Linked DNA regions of Gossypium hirsutum: region 2 is linked to region 1. Evidence: chromatin contacts called from public Hi-C data. All regions are on one chromosome and are shown on one strand. Each heading gives the region's core, a stretch centred on a gene start, on an enhancer-like site or on the middle of the called end of the contact. The rest is flanking DNA. Distances are from core to core; before and after follow the strand shown.

Region 1 (4,609 bases), core at 1,266-3,765:
TATGGAGTTCATCTCCGTTGGAGAAGGAGTTCCGGATTCCCCAATCCGCTGATGGCTCAGTGTATGCTGATGGCTGGTAAATTTCTTCTCTCTGATGATACAGTTTTGCACACTAAGTTAACATAGTCTTTGATCCAGAAGTAAATGGTTTAAGTAGCTTAAGTTGAACTTTCACCTTCATCAATGTAAATATGGTAGAAACTCTAGAACTGCTTATAAAAGCATCATTGCCTGGTTGTAGTAGCATTTGCAGCTGCTACAGGATTGTTATAAATAACTTTATCGGTAGCTATTATCCCAGCAAACTTAGCAAAGTTGAAATCTTTCTTAATGGTATATGTTCTAGGGAATCTCTTGGAACTCTGATGAATCTCTTATTGCTTATGTTGCTGATGAGCCATCTCCCTGCAAGCCTTCGTTTGATTGTCAGGGTTACAAGGTGCTGCAAAAGTTAAAGAATGTATGATAAGTATTCCGTAATACAGCTCAGGTGTTGATGAGCTCAAGAAGCGGTTGGCACCTCTTAGAAATCCATAAACCAAAAATATAAAAGTTAAAACTCCAGTTTTTACTTCATTAAATCATTGATGTTATTCCTTAGAATTATCATATCTGCAAGTTGGTAATTTTGTTTTGTAGATATGACAATAATGATTCATGTTTCCACAAGGTAATAGATACCTCCATGTAACTTTGATATAATTGTGTATGGTATACATGTCGATACCGAATTTTTGATATTCTTCTCTTATTATGGTACCGACTATATCTATCATGATACAAATGTCTGAGAAATGCAGAATGCATAAACCTCAAACGTTACTTATTAGTAAAATTTAACTATCAATTACCAAAGTTGATTTCGATTTTAAACAAATTAAAAGGAATACCAAAATAAACCAAAAAAGAGAATGAATCTAATAATTCAATTCAAAAAATTTCTGGAATAAATTTTTTGTAAGATGCTGGTGAGAATAAAACATCTACAATTGAGATTGTAAGTTATTAAAAACATCGTTTGAAAATAAATTGTTAATATTATATTAAAATTATTATTAAATATTATTAATAATTATATTAAAAATATTATTAAATTATATATTATTTTATTAAATTATATTTAATAATAATTATATTATAATATGATTAAAATATTTATTTTTATTTTTATTAAAATATTTTAACAATAATCTTATTAAAATTTAATAAGAATAACCTTCTATTTACAAAAATTCTGTTAAAAATACTTTATTCATTTAAACTTTTTTACTTATACTATTATATCTATTTTATTCAATCAAACACAAAAATCTTACCACAACTCTAATTAATTTAATTAGAGCTCTAATGGAACGTACCCTTATATCTTTTAGCCTCAACCCCCAGACATACCCTTGTATCTTTTAGCCTCAACCCCTACCATCACGCCTCTTTTCCAAAAGCAACAAAACTTCCCTACATCATCATTTCCTCTTCTTTTTTTAATTAACAGTAAGAAACACTTGCTTTCCTCTAAATCTGATTTTTTTTGTTGTATACTTCAACGGTCATGATCTGTGGGATATGGGAGGTAATTCTAGTATTACTGAAACAAAGTTACAGATTACAGACCTAAAACTCTGTACACAATAATTTTACAAATTCAAAAAAAAAAAAGAAAAAGAAAAGCAAGTTACAGGTAGCAGCAGATAAAACCTAAAGCTGACGGTTTTCGGCTCTAAGGAGACCTCCCATTTCAAATCTGCAGGAATCGATCTACCTTGGTTGGTGAATATTCCTCGGACTCACTTTCACATTCACGATCTTGGGCGCTTTCTCAAGAAACCTAGGTGACTCACTCACAACTCGCCCCTTCCGCCATTTGAATGCTCCAACGGGTAATAATTCCTTTTGAGTATCTTCTTCCTTCCCTTCACCTAAAACCCCAGAAACAAAACAGGAAAAAAAAGGGGGTGAGATCCGAGTTAAATATACTCGGTTGACTCGGGCGAGTTAAACAAGTAACTTACGGGTAGGGTCAACGAAAAAGTCGTCGTAATCGTCAAAGACGGCATCAAGATCGTCGGGGAAAAGAAGATCGGCGTCGTCGTTTTGGGGATCGTGGAAACGTTCTTGAAGCCAGTAGTCGCGGAAACACGGGGAGGATTGGACGAGAGACCACCACTCATCAGAGAAATCCTCGACCGTCCGGTACGCTAACGGAACAAACAATGGAGCGTTGGGATTCAAAGTTGAGAAAGAAGATGGTCGTTGAGAGAGAATCTCCATTTGCAATTCTAAAGCTTTTGTCGTACAATGGAAAAGAGATAAGGATAAGATCAAGTATGTGTACACACTGAATATATATAGGGGATAAGCTTACTAAATGAACCCGGATTTTCATATTATTACACTTATGACACTACATTTGTTGACAAAAGTAAAGCTGTGGAAATTTTTTGCATTAAATATTGAATAAATGTAGAATGGCAAGATTGAAATATGTGGCAATTAAAGGGTAAATGACAGCAACGTTTCTGCAAGGAGAATAGGCATTGATTTTAAGCCTAAAGACGCGATCTGATATGCAATCAAATAATATAAAATATTCAATCGTTTAGGCTTTGATTGCTTTGGTTGACATGAAAGCTGGAAATTAGTGAAAATGAAAATTTTGTTGGTAAAAGTATTTTTATATTAAGGAGTGAATTATATTTTCTGAGTTAATTGGTTTTTAAATATTAGATTAAAATGTAAATTAATTTTTTTTTAATTTATTTAATTTTATTATTAAAATTTTATTATTATTTTTCAAAATAAGGTGTACATGTGGTATATTATATGTAATTGTTTAGTTATTTTATCAGTAATGTCAGTTTTTAATAATAGAAATGGATAATTTTTTTAATAGAAATAATAAATTTACTCTTTGATTTAATGTATAAAAATTAATTTACTTATTTTTTGAATGAAAAAGATAAAATGTAATTTAATTTCTTTTACCAACTTAGTGATTAAGATATAAAGTAAGTAAATAATCTTAAATTTTGATCGTTTGATTTGTTAAATTTTATCTTATTATTTTCTTCCTTCATATCAGCAAACTAAGATTTTTCTTTCGGAAACATCAAAAAGAGTTTGTGTTAAAAAATCTAATTGAATAATTAATTATATAAAAGATTAACATAACTTTTTATTAAATTATAAATTAAACATAATTTTTTAAAACTTTTAAATAGAAAATAAAATGCGTAAAATTATATTAGTTAATGACTAAAAATATAATTAATGCATAGTTAAAAAGTTTAAAGTTATGATTATAATTTAAAAAGTTTAAAGTTATGATTATAATGAAACTTTTTAGTAGGCTCTCAAATTTTTATGCTATTGTTTTTAATTAAATGATTTCTTTTTCACTCAAAATCGTGCAGTCTCACATCATTGGCGATTGTGATTTAAATGGGAATTATTTTATAAAAAATATTTATTTTAATTCAAATAAATTTTTCTAACTCTACTTAAATAATTTTTTTTTTCATTTGATGCTATAAAACTTCATTTGAATGAAATCTATATAATTATATATAAAAGGAAAGTACCTTTCTTATGCTGTCACTTGGCAATCTAATGCTGTCCTTTTTCTTGTTTCTTTTTTGGTATTTTATAAAAATGGTTAAATATAAGATTTAATCCCTCTAACATGCTTAATTTTGAAATCTAATTTATATGCTTTAATTTTAACATAATTTGGTATTTATACTTTTATAATATTTTAATTAGTCTAAATAGTTAATATAATTAACTCTTCGGTAAAAATATTACATGATTATATATAATTTGAATACCCTAATAGTTTTAGAGATTGACAAGTGACTTTCAATTTCTTTTAGGTTCGCATCGCCTTTTTTTTTTACATTATAAGACAATGGTCAAATTTTAATTTTGGCGTCTAAACTATGTTGAAACTTGAGATTTAATCTATATACTTTACTTTTTGACATAATTCAGTTAATTTATTTTTATAATATCATTAATTAGTCTGGATAGCTAATATTGTTAATTATTTCAATCAAAATTCCAATACCAATACCAATTTTTCTCAAGAATACTATTCTAATACAAAAAAATTATTTTATCTTGATGGTTTCAAATAAGTATTTTTAAGAATTTAATAGAACAATTTTAAGGGTTGTAATAACTATTACACCTAAATTTTTTAAATTTAAAAAATAAATGATCATATTCTAAAAAATTAAAAATATGAGAATTAAATTTTAAATGTATAAAGTCTCTAAATATTTTAATTTTATAATTTAATAGTGAGACACAAACCATACTAATTCAATTAATAAAATAAAAAGAACCCAGGTCAAGCCGACCCATATCATCACATCTGCAGTGCCCATGGTTTTGATAAAGACCAGAGTTTTGTCGATTGTGATCAACGGTTAGATTTCTGAGAGTGTGAAATGCTTGCCACGTGCAGTTATATGAGATTGATATCAGACATCAGGCCACGTAATTCATTTCTTCTCATCTTTGTTATCCCCCCATCCTAGATATTAACAATATAATATCATAATGTTAAATTTGGAGTTATTTCACGTGCGCCATCCATCCCTTACATACG
Region 2 (4,609 bases), core at 932-3,431, 610 kb before region 1:
AAGATGTTATCATATGTAGATTGTTTCTTGAAAAAAATAAGATGGCTACTGATTGAAAATGCGCATAAAAGGGTAAAATAATAATGTCATAATCAAATGAAATGAACTGATGATGATCAATAATTGAGGATCATACATGCTACGTCCCCTTAATGCCTTTGAAAACAAGCTTTGTGATTTGGTCAATTCCCTTAATGCAGCATGTGCATGTTGATTGAATGATCCTAATAGGACTTTAGAGCCCTAGATGTGCTGTTTTATTTTTCTCAAGCTGCCATCATGTACTCATTAATGGCTTCCTTTGCAACTCAAAACTCTCAACAGCAGCCCAAAGAAATGAATGAGATACATGTTTAAAATTTTTTCTCAAGTAACTATAGAATGAAAAAGTCTTTCATATACATACATATTAAACTACAATCAAAGGAAGAAAGAAAGAGACACCTAGGAGCAGGATAAAGGGCAGGCATAAATAAAATGAGTCATAATCCTAGCGTCTAAACCCCCAGGCTGACATTGAATATAGAGGTCTTTCTTGCCAGCACATAACCAAACACCCATTCTCTTCTTTCATCTTATAACCATCGTAGTTATTGGTCTGCAGCAACCTTCCTGCCTGCAACATGCCATGGTAGCTTAATGGCACCCTTCCAAACCCGGCCAATTCAAGTCTCAGGATCCATTTCTCCAGCTTTTCATGTCTCTCCTTTCTCTCACCACCCTCACATGCTATAATATTCTTAATTTCCTCTCCGAAAAGCATCTTCTCAACCTTTTGTCGCTCTATTGGTGCTCTTGATACCGTAGACTCTAAGCAGTCAAAGAGCGCAGCATAGAAATTCAATGCTTCTATTACCCTCTCCATTAAAGTAGGACCATTATGGTTGGACTCCTGCTCGGTTACAACCATTACTTTCGGTGACAAGGCCCGAAGAGCGGCTAGAAAGCTCCCCATTTTTGGAGCTGGAGCTAGGGATGATGGAGAAGATGCTATGTCAGAACTTGGGTTGTATATATGGGCTGGTTCTTTCTCAAGCCACTCTCCAAAAGTACGTTGAGTCATCTGCAAAACTCGGGTCTTAGACACCGGTGGGGAGTTAAAGTTCCTTCTAGGCACCTCATCATCTGTTGCCAGGAGAGAATGAAGCTGAAGGACCGAACTGACCGCAAGAGCTTCACCGGTCTTGACACGCAAACTTTCTAAATCAAGATTCTCTAACTTGCAAACTATTGGGTTAAACTGAAATGGAATGTCCAATTTTTCAGCTTCTTCTGTCAACCTAAGTGCCATTTGCTCTAACACCTCTTTCTGCTCATGGATGCCTGTAATTCTCAGATGCGGTGGCCCTTCTGGCCTTGCACTAAATGTCTGAAAAAGATTGATCCATTGAGCAGGCTCACAGGAATTTAGATCTATAATATGAACCATCTTCTCTCCCTCCATAGCTTCTACAATGGCCTGGTTTGTGATAATATATGCAAGTTTTAAGAAAGGGCACAGCTCAAAGAACAGTTTTTGAACAAGAATTTCATCGGGTACCGATGATATTTTCGTGGAATTGAGGGCTTTCTGAAGGCCAGGCCATGCTTTAAGCATTCTATTAGCAAGTGCCTCAGTGAAGTAAGCAGCAATTCTTTGCATGGTATCTCCATCGGGAGAAGCAAGTTGGGATATTTGCTCTAAGCCAATATTGGCATTCTCAAGACTACCAGCAGCTACATGGTTTGCACATGCAACAAGAAGACGAATCAACCATAAACCCCTCTCCTCAGGTTTGAGCTCCCATAGCCATGGGAAAGGGGATCCTATACCAGGAGAGGGTGACATCCAGGGGAAGAACTGAAGTGGTGATGAAGTCACTGGGGATGGTCCCTCTGGAATCATATCTCAGGCCCTCCTGAAACAAACTGAGAAACAGAGGAAAATCCATGATCAAAGAAAATTTAAGCAGCAAAATAAAGAAACACAGACAAGGGAATTACCAGTAAAAGTAGATCAAATTCTCCTCAGGAAAAAAGGGCTGATCAAACAGAGAAATATAGAATCCCCAAATGGGCTTTGAAATTCATCAAAATCCTGGAAGACCCTTGGAAAGTTTTGAGAAGAGTAAAAAAGGCGGGGTTAGTAATAGTTGGTGTGGTGGTCTAAGGTTTTTGTTGGAAATTGAGTGAATTGGAATTAAAGTAGTTGGCTTGAAGGGGTTTTTGTAAGGCAGCTTTGCATTGGGCAACAAAACATGATGTTGGTTTTGTCCTCAATCCTCATTGTTTTGTTTGTCTTTTGGAGGGCTCAGAAGAATATGGAATTTCTTGAAATACATATACAAGGCATTGAGATAGAGCCCTCTGTGTGTGTTGTCGCAATGTGAAGTGGAGCAGGCCAAAACTTGTTATTATGCTCAAACACAGTACAAAGCCAAACATGTCCTACCAAAGCAAAACAACACCCTTCCTTGTTGCTTAGTGAGTGGTGTAGTGGGAATGGCAAGGGAGGCCTTTACATGTGTTTTTTTATTTTTTCAAAAACATTCAATTTTATCTATCCTCGATTTTTATTATGTTGCTTTGCATTTTGTATGATGTTTTAATTAATTTTTTCCGAGTTTTCATTTATGTATTTTAAACATCTTTTTTTGATTTAATAATATTAATTCAATCATTAATTTTATAAGTATTTTTAGTCATAAGGTTGTCAATTTATCTTTATAAACTCAGAAGAGCAACCTCATCAACATGTCAAGCAAGGACAATATTATAATTTTTTTTCTAAAGAGTCAAAAGTAAATTATAAATTTATGAAAGGATCAAAATGTAATTTTATTATTGTATTAACTTAAAATTTTATAATTTTTAAAGAAATTAAACTATAAATTTATTATTTTCTAAAGAGATCATAATTGAATTATAAATTTTTGAACAAACTAACATGCAATTTTTACTATTGTATTAATTGAAAATTTTACTATCTTTAAAATGAAGGCACCTACAAAATTAATTTAATTGAAAAAGTTTTTCTCATGTTTATTTATGCCATATAATAGTAAAAATTATTAGATTTAATACTCCAAATCAACATTTTTTATTTTTTTTGCTTTTCAAAACTCAAAGGGCATATATACTTGAGGGGGGGAGGGGCTTCTTCTAGCATTAGGACAAAGAGAGGAGGAAATTTTGAGAAAAGCCAAAAGTAGATGAGAAGATTTTCAACTTCAAGGGGGATGGTGTGGTCTTGGTTTGGAATGTGTCTTATCCTCATACATCGTTTCCCACAAAATGTTTTAGCATGGAATGAGGGGTTTTTAATCAAATTAAATAAGCCACATAATCATGGCTTAATGATTAATCACATCATCATCTAATTGATTAGCTAATTTTTGTTAGTGGGAGTTCTGATGTCCACTTACCTCATAATCATGTTTTGTTCTTGTTGTTGTACCCTTCTTTACCGCCTTCCATTTGGGCAGCAAGAGTGTATGTCTTTGTACTAGTCAAATACATGCTCCAAAATCAAGCATAAGAAATTAAGGTGGTTGAACACGTCACTTTTAAAGAGAATCATTTGGTACAAGAAAAATAAGTAAATGGACATTGCCCAATCACCAATAAACTCTTTTAACCCTTAACTCCATGGACATGTAGATATAGGTTTTGGTTGTCTTTCAACTTCCTACTTGTTTTCTTCTATTTGTATCTAATGTGGTTGCCCATATTTTGATGGCTAAATTTGCAAGAATTGCCACTATCATCACTTTCCGATTCGATCACTAAGTCAGTTAAAAATATATGATCGTATGTTTGGCCTCCAAACTCAGTTTTTTATTGGCTGTTGGTGTAAGAAATGATTCCACATTCTACCAACCAGAGTTGATAGCGTTTGATAACTAGCTTATTTTGTCCTTATTTATATTATGGTCTAACAATGTGCTTACCTTTACCCTACCCTATTTTTCACATGTAACGTAACCTCAAATATGTTATTTTGAACTATCAATAACTTTATATAAAAAAGTCAAATTCTAGTATGGATCCAGTCCATATGCTATAATTTAGTCACTTTTAGTTCATTTATGAATATAGTCAATGTATTTTTTTTTTTGAAATCAATAGACCGAGTATATTATTAGAAAAGAAGAGAAAAAATAACAAAAAGACCCAATAAAGACCCATGGCCCAGTACTATTACATCAGAACTAAATTCAAATCTGGCCACATTAACTTGTATATTAATGGGGCCCTCCTAAAAAACTGTAAAATAAACATAACTTAAAGGAAACAAAAAGCATTAAATGATTCTGACGGAAAACAGGAAACTAAATATCTACCCAGTCCATTCAAACGGCTGGCCTCCATTACCATTCATTGATTTGTCATTTCAAATCACCCATCCGTTCTGACAATAGCTATTATCAAGAATAAAGCTTTTATTTGCTATCACTTTTGAAATCAGATTCCTCATCTCCTTCTTCAATCTGGTCTTCTTGACCATCTTCCCTCCAAGTCGGAAGGATGCCGATTCAACTCCTCTCCCACTAGGTAAGAGATCTCTCCTCTATCTAGAGTATTCTTTGCGAATCTGTGTGCTTGCGAGTTCCCTGATCTATGAATATGC

The links. A called contact is a pair of places that touch in the nucleus more often than the background predicts.
Region 2: a contact with region 1 is called in a Hi-C map of leaf, with 2.8 times the contacts expected there. The contact joins the promoter of LOC107896304 here to the promoter of LOC107957166 in region 1. A contact is called at or near these places in 3 of 34 Hi-C or Micro-C datasets (anther, callus and leaf).

Annotation. Positions count from the first base shown.
Region 1 is chrA05:80,901,834-80,906,442 of Gossypium_hirsutum_v2.1, reverse strand. LOC107957166 (protein EARLY RESPONSIVE TO DEHYDRATION 15) reads right to left here and starts at 2,515. Exons shown (of 2, transcript XM_016892613.2): 1 at 2,010-2,515; 2 at 1,556-1,916. The coding sequence starts at 2,268. The coding sequence ends at 1,756. It overlaps LOC107957165 (acylamino-acid-releasing enzyme), which reads left to right. Exons shown (of 5, transcript XM_016892608.2): 4 at 1-76; 5 at 347-738. The coding sequence ends at 455.
Region 2 is chrA05:81,507,010-81,511,618 of Gossypium_hirsutum_v2.1, reverse strand. LOC107896304 (scarecrow-like protein 3) reads right to left here and starts at 2,181. Exons shown (of 2, transcript XM_016821449.2): 1 at 1,984-2,181; 2 at 353-1,908. The coding sequence starts at 1,885. The coding sequence ends at 491. It overlaps LOC107896305 (a long non-coding RNA gene), which reads left to right and starts at 4,255. Exons shown (of 5, transcript XR_005926739.1): 1 at 4,255-4,609.